2 separate regions of the Zea mays genome follow, and region 1 is linked to region 2. The links are chromatin contacts, called in public Hi-C maps. All regions are on one chromosome and are shown on one strand. Each heading gives the region's core, a stretch centred on a gene start, on an enhancer-like site or on the middle of the called end of the contact. The rest is flanking DNA. Distances are from core to core; before and after follow the strand shown. Region 1 holds the start of LOC100382901 (myb domain protein 69). Region 2 has its middle 47 kb from the start of LOC103655123.

Region 1 (3,782 bases), core at 780-3,279, 77 kb before region 2:
GAACGGCACGTCCTTCTTCTTCAGTGGCTCATCGGCGCTGTCGCTGGCGTGATAATCCTTTTGGTGGTGCTCATGGCGGCCATGGTGGCCGATATCCATGCCTAGCGCTTCTCTTGGAGAGGAGAAGGTGATGGAGAGAGGTGCCGTCGGCTGCTTGCCGCTGTAGCTGTACCGTCCTGACGCCTCGAAACTCGACCCCAGCAAGCCCTTACTTGCAGTGGCTGTGCCAAAGTTCTTGAACAGTGAAGTAGGAGGTGCAGGCACCGGCGACCTGAACAGGCCTCCGCTTCCGCTGGCGCTGCCGGCACCACCAAGCTTGGAGAAGCCGAAGCAGAGCGAGCTAGTCGCCGGCGTGACAGCGCCGAAGAGGTACCCACCGGTGGACGGCGAGGAGGATGAGCTCGCGGCCCTGGCAAGGAGCCTGGAGCGCTCGCGGCTGCGACGTGCCATGACGACATGCCAGTGATTCTTGACAGCGTTGTCCGTGCGGCCCGGGAAGTGGCGGGCGATGAGCGCCCACTTGTTGCCGTGGGCGCGGTGGGCGTTGAGCAGCCGCTCTTCTTCCTCCTCTGTGAAGGGCCGCTTGTTGATCCGAGGGTCAAGCTGGTTGAACCACCGGAGCCGGCAGCTTTTGCCTTGCCAATATTAATATTTGCACACGAATTAGTACGATGAAACATAACTGATTTAATCAGCATGTCAGCTGAAATTAACCATCTAGTCTAGTTGTTAAAGAGGGACAAGATTAAAAGATAGAGGGCACAGAAAGACATCTGCTTGCAGATTTAATTGCAATCATGGCATGAGAGTTTTCCAGTGGATGTAGGTGATCCACTCTTGACACTCCGCACTTGTTGTGCATGGGCCATATGAGCTAAACGGCGCGTGCATGAATTTATATTTTTATACAGATAGAGTTTCGTAGCAACATGCATGCTCTATCTTTTCATTTTCATCTATTAATCTACACACATATATAAGTTCCATCTTGGAAAAAGAAAAGAAATTTGAGATTAATTTTGATGTAGATGTGGGAAACTAGTATACACATGCTTGGTACCGGCCTGTCAAAATTGAGCAAAAATAGAACATGCGTGATTTTTAATTACTTCTAGAAATCATCTGTAGTAGGGATAATATCAAATTTCTACCATCAACACGATACTCTTAATTCATATTGATTAATTAAATATCTGTTATATATATATTACCTCTAGTTATACTATTATATGAAACCGAAGAACAGAGAACTACTTATCACCACAAATTTTTTTTATTTTATCTTTAGGTTATCTCCTCAAATTTATTAAAAACAAATATAGCTCTAGCTAGCTCACACAAGATTATGCAGGTCATCTGCTTGGAAAAAAACTAATTTAACTAGATTTCTTGATGCATGTGCTCGAACAAAATTATTTTCCCACAAACTAACACACGCGCCGGAAAATAACACATATAAATAACAAATTAAACTTCATTATCCCCTCTAAAGAGTATGAAAAAAAACAAAACCTGTATAATATGATCCATGGATGCACAAAACACCTCGGACACAAAAATCAGCACATGCAATAAGTCCTCACATGCATATATGGTGGGGCAACTTCTTTAATTTCCTTCAGGAAGAAAGCGAGGTAGGAGAACGATCACAGAAAATAGACGATCAAAGAAACCAAAACCAACCAACCTGATCTCCCCTCCAGCTTTTCTGCAATGGAGTTCCAGTTCTGCGGCCCGTACTTCTCGACGAGCTGCTTCAGCTTCTCGTCCTCGCCGGGCCGCCAGTGTCCTCTCGGGCAAGACGATGACTTTGCACCACCATCTGATGTATTCGTGGTCGAGGAGGATGCCATCTCTCTCTCTGCTGCCAGGAAGAAAGGCGATGCCTTTGAGACGAACTCGGATAGTAACTTCGATGAGCAGTTGTGTATGATTGGGCAAGCTATGTGGCTATTATCTACAGACTAGTCAAAAAAAGCTGGGGTGTCTTTGGAGATACGGGATAGAGATGAGAGTATGTGTGAGGGAGAAGCCCGGCTGGCCACAGCACCAGCAGCTGGCTGTGTGCACACACATATATATGTACACACATTGGTCGATATAGCCTCTAGGGCTTGGGTGAAAGATCCCATTAGTTTAGTTTTACACGACAAGAGGCCTGTGAACATGTCATCGCTCTCTCACCAACTTGCCTGCTGTTTGGCTATTTGCCAAAGACCACTCTTCTCACAGCTCTCATCAAACACAAACCTGTCCCCGATAATGTACTTCCTGTCTAACTTCCCTAACAATATTCTCTTCAAAGAAAGATGCATGCCGTCATTGTTTCATTAAGGGGGTGTTTGGTTATAGGGACTAATGTTTAGTCTCTACATTTTATTCTATTTTAGTTTCAAAACTGCTAAATATAGAAAGTAAAACTTTATTTTAGTTTCTATATTTAGCAATTTATAGACTAAAAATGAATAAAATGAAGGGACTAAACATTAGTCTCTAGAAACCAAACACCCCTTAAATTGTAGATATGCTTTTCAGTTATCAGAAAACTGAATGGGCTAAGACTACATACGGTACGGTGTTATATACATTAATTAGGGGAAGACCATGCATGATTCATAAGAAAACTAAATGGGCTAGCTATATATATGATTACCTGCAACACACGATTAATAGTACGGTACAATAGAGATATTTGTGTTTCCTCCGATAGGCAAAAGATAGAAAATACAAAGCAATTATTTTGATACGTACAACACACCATATATGTCATGAGTATTTTTATACTCATAAGTATATTTGGTAGTAGGACACAACCTATGTTGCCAAATCACTGGATACAACCCGTAGTAAGGAAGTAATATCATCAAATAATACTAACGTCTACAATTTAATGCCCTACAATTATACAATTTGATATGATAGAATTATAGCTATTAAGGGCGTTAAATGAGTAAAGTGCAGTAGTGGTCCTTGAACTTTGTACGCTATGTCAATTGAGTCTCCGAACTAAAAAAACAACAAAACGAGTCCTCTATCTTATTCAGCTCTTGCAAAATCATCCAAAAATGGGTTTGCTCAAATCGGATGCCAACGTGGCATGCCACGTTGGAGCACACTAATTAAAGTTTAGTGACCCAAATGAGACGACATATCAAGTTCGGAGACCAAGTGACACAGGATGCCAAGTTCAGGGACCTAATTAACTCTAACGTGGCATGCCATGTCGATATCTGATGTGAGCAAACTCGGTTTTTGATGGTTTTGACCGACATTTCAGAACTTGATATGGATTTATTTTCCAGAAAAGTTACATGGCAAAGAAATTGGTAGGATAAATATTTGTTATGGTCAACATCTCGGTCCTTGAGGCAAACCGTTCTAGCTAGCTCTGCCATAACATCCATACACAGAAACAGCAAGGCTAGTAATGACTACTGAGGTAGCTAGCATTCACGAAAGGTGGTTGGTTGCATCCTGATCAGATGCCCCAGATTAGAAGTCTTGGAGCATGGGATGCTATACAAAAGGGGAATGCATTCAAGAATCCATGTTGCTCACAATTCATTGTGTATGGCAGATATGAAGTAACGCATGCACCGTGATGTCTTGGTACTTCATAGTGAGCCTGCTGCCGGCAGAGGGATGTGCGCGCTGGTCCACATCATGTACTAGGATTGACAAAACTTGTAACTGTATATGAGCAAAAACGATCTTCCAACTAGGAAGCAAATTAATTTATGTCTATAATTTTTCTTAAGAAATGTCAATCTTGGAGGTCAATT
Region 2 (3,890 bases), core at 936-3,435:
TCTCTCTCTCTCTCTCTCTCTCTCTCTCTCTCTCTCTCTCTCTCTCTCTCTCTCTCTCTCTCTCTCTCTCTCTCTCTCTCTCTCTCTCTCTCTCTCTCTCTCTCTCTCTCTCTCTCTCTCTCTCTCTCTCTCTCTCTCTCTCTCTCTCTCTCTCTCTCTCTCTCTCTCTCTCTCTCTCTCTCTTCTCTCTCTCTCTCTCTCTCTCTCTCTCTCTCTCTCTCTCTCTCTCTCTCTCTCTCTCTCTCTCTCTCTCTCTCTCTCTCTCTCTCTCTCTCTCTCTCTCTCTCTCTCTCTCTCTCTCTCTCTCTCTCTCTCTCTCTCTCTCTCTCTCTCTCTCTCTCTCTCTCTCTCTCTCTCTCTCTCTCTCTCTCTCTCTCTCTCTCTCTCTCTCTCTCTCTCTCTCTCTCTCTCTCTCTCTCTCTCTCTCTCTCTCTCTCTCTCTCTCTCTCTCTCTCTCTCTCTCTCTCTCAGCCCCTGCCTGCAAACTGGCCAAACATCCCAACAAGAGGGTGGTCGGTTGCACCACCCCGAAGAAAACAAAACAAAACAAAACCTTCCGTCAATTCCGCTCTGGCAGCGCTTCGTTCGCTCCTGCAAGTCTGTAACCACCGGTCCTACCACTGGCACTGGGCCGTTGTTTCCATCCGCGAGATAAAGCCACAGCTTCAAGCCTCCAACTGCAAGCAGAAGCATTCGTCGTTGCCCTGGAAACCCAAAAACTACGTGCAACGTTAACTGCTGGTGCCCTGAATTAGACTTGGCCGATGTCAGTGAGAGTAGTGACCATTAATTTGCTCTTCTTTGCATTAATTACAGGGCAAAAAGCATGTGCATGCATGGTGCCCGCTTGTGGATCTGGCAATTCCTTGTTAGGGAAAGACCGGTTCCAGGAATCGACAACACAGTAGCTGATCTCCTCATGATCTTGCAGGAAAAATAATTAGTTGTTGGCAAACTGGTGCACTTCAGAGATTTTACTTTTTACCGTAGGGTTTTTTTTTTAATCTTTTCTCACCTACGGCGTACGGGTAACGGCCTTTCTAGTTTCTACCGTCTAGAAAACAAGAGAGAGAGGGAGAGAGGAGATTTTCAGTCAGGTAATTTTGTTTACTCGGCCCATTTGATTGGGACGGCCCACGTCCACATTCTAGTAACCAAGCACATTTGGTTTGGTTCTGCCATTTATTCAGTCAAGAACGACCCATGTTCTTTGAATCAAAATGTGAAAACGTCAGGTACATGGACTTATAGGGTGTTTGGTTTTAGGATTGAGCTAGACTATCATTGTCTCATTTCTCACTTTTTTGAGTTTGGTTTGTCAAATGAAATGAGTTGATTCATCACCACATCATTCCTCATATAGTTAGTTAGTACCGATATTAGAAATGAGATCATCTCACCAAACTTGAGTAATAGATCCATGATACACCACCTCAATTTGGATGGAGTGTTTTCTCAAACCAAACACCCCCTTAGTTTCTATAATGGTTTAGGGTCAAAGTAATTTTTTTAGATTTTGGAAATGACTCAAATAATTGTAAAACAATTGGATTGTTGTCCAAAGTAGTTTGAGTTGTCATTAAAAACGTGTGAAGACTACAAAATAGGGATAAAACAAAGGTTACACTCCAAAATAGGGGCAATAGCACAATTGTTCATTGTAATTTTTATCAAGACTTGACATCGTTCAGTATAACTGACGGAGTAGAATCATACACAATAGTTTTGTTTTGAAAAAAAAAAACAGAGACAGACACGCATGATGTCTGTAGTTATACCCTAAAAAAAGGGCAGTGACGCAATTGTTCCATAAACGAATTGTATTGTTCGTCTTGTCAATCAAATGCACAAGGCTAAACTTACCGGGAAGAGGCAGGATGTGGAGCCCACTTGGCCATGGAGAAGAAAACCTCCAATAGTCAACGTAGCCACCAGTGATTACCTCTTAGAATTGGCCTAGCCGCTAGCGAGTCACTCGGACCTATTTTTAATCTAAATGAATACGTTACGTTGTTCATTGAAGGGTTTTCCTTCTTTGTTTTCCTTTTCAAAAGTGGAGAAATGAATAACAATTGAAAAAACAAAACGAAAGTGAGTGATTGACCCGACTGGGCCACTTCAAGGCTAAATGCGGCCCAGCCCGGCAAGCTCTCTGTCTCCCTCGCGCCTGCACACGTACGGAGGGAGGACAGGGAGACTGAAGCCCCTGGCGGCCGCAGCGTCAACGTCGCCCGCGCTCTAGGCGGCGGTATGTCTGGACGAATGACGCTGTCGTCCTCGTCCGCACCGTGCCGGAAGTCTCCACCACACCATCAAATAGGTGCACCTCGCCTCGTTATCCCATTTGAGGAAGAAGTACCAGTTCTTCTGTCTTGTCTTTGATTTGATCCACCTGATTCCGGCGATTTGCGGAGGTTCGGCAGCTGCTCCACTGAGGTTGGATTAGTCGGTGGTGGCGCTGTGACGCTCCGATCCTTGTGGCGGTGTGCACGGTCACTTGCGTCTGTTGTCGAGTGAGCCGTCGTCGGACGTCAGCTGTGGCGGCGATTGAGAGGTGGTGGGCGCCCTATCACGGGCTGATTGATGGGCAGCGTCTTCGCGCGCGTGACATATGGTTGTGCCTCGTGCGATGTGCCCATCGGGTGGTGGTACCGTCGTGATGTGCTGCTGGTTTTCACCGGCACCGTGCTATAGTTGTGTCAGGTGCTTGTGTGTGGCTTTGTTCCCGTGGTGTTATCAACCGTGATCTGGCTGGGTTCCCTGCTGGTGTTCGTTCGGTTGTTAGTATCATGATGTCTCCTTCCGCTCAGACAGCTGCTCAGGGCCCGTTCCTGATTTTTTAGGGGCCCAGAATAAGATTATAAACAGAGGCCATAATTTATATATTAAGAGCTCTGGGCTTCCAATAATAGAGGAAGCCTAGGATAGTCAACATGGACATTTTGGTTGAACCACACCGAGTCAACAGGTCCTAGTCACGGCGCCGTTACCTCTGTCAGCCAGCCACCTCTCCCACGTTTCCTGTTTCTAAAACCGTAGTCGCGCATTCAACGGAGACAAACCAGCCGCGCAGATTTTCCTTTCGTCGGAGGCGACTCACCAGGCGATTTCCGCGCCTCCAAACCAGCGCAGCGCCAATCCACCGCCGCTCCAATCCAGCGCCCTTCCATTCCACCTTACATCCTTCAATCTCCCAGCATTGGAGCCCGATTCAAGAAGTTCTAGGTAATCCAACATTGAAATACACCGAGTTTGCCGTCGATTTTTTGAAGCCTATCGGTCGATTGAAGTGGATTTGATTGTAACCCTTATTCTCCAGCTAAATGTGTGATTTGTATCCGCTTAGACATCACTATAATCGGGTCATTGCATCGCGCATTGTATCTCTTTTTTGTTTAGGAGCCCCGATATTAGGGCATGTGTATTTATTCTATATTCCCACTATCGCCCGACATTTATATATTTAGACAAAGGCTGTGGATTAGGTATTTACTGATGAGTTAGCAGAGAGTACTCTTATACAACCCAAGTAACACATATATGCTTTTTGTATGTAATATATATGCTTATCTTCAGTACTGTTTATGCACATTCACCTGAGTCATTTGTTTACACATTTGTTTTATTATATATGCATATAGTCAGTACTCTTTATGCACATTTACTTTAATGATTTGTTTTCACATCTATTTTATTATCAAATATGCTTATTTGTATTTGATATATATGCATATCCTCAGTACTGTTTATGCACATTCACTTGAGTCATTTGTTTACACATTTGTTTTATTATACATGCATATAGTCAGTATTCTTTACGCACATTTACTCTAATGATTTGTTTTCACATCTATTTAATTATCTAATATGCTTATTGTATTTCATTTATA

The links. A called contact is a pair of places that touch in the nucleus more often than the background predicts.
Region 1: a contact with region 2 is called in a Hi-C map of leaf, with 4 times the contacts expected there. The contact joins the promoter of LOC100382901 here to the enhancer-like site in region 2. A contact is called at or near these places in 8 of 25 Hi-C or Micro-C datasets (bundle sheath, ear, endosperm and 2 more) and 1 of 3 datasets of contacts at active chromatin or transcription factors (seedling).

The regions. Positions count from the first base shown.
Region 1 is chr4:15,297,570-15,301,351 of Zm-B73-REFERENCE-NAM-5.0, reverse strand. It overlaps LOC100382901 (myb domain protein 69), which reads right to left and starts at 2,029. Exons shown (of 2, transcript NM_001175589.1): 1 at 1,688-2,029; 2 at 1-635. The coding sequence starts at 1,853.
Region 2 is chr4:15,220,881-15,224,770 of Zm-B73-REFERENCE-NAM-5.0, reverse strand. No RefSeq gene overlaps it. Among protein-coding and RNA genes, the nearest start is that of LOC103655123, 47 kb to the right of the region's middle. Within about 2 kb of position 2,185, at least 16 of the 20 cell types and tissues checked have an H3K27ac peak or open chromatin away from gene starts, as enhancers often do. A contact at or near this core is called in ear, endosperm, leaf and 2 more, where this site is marked.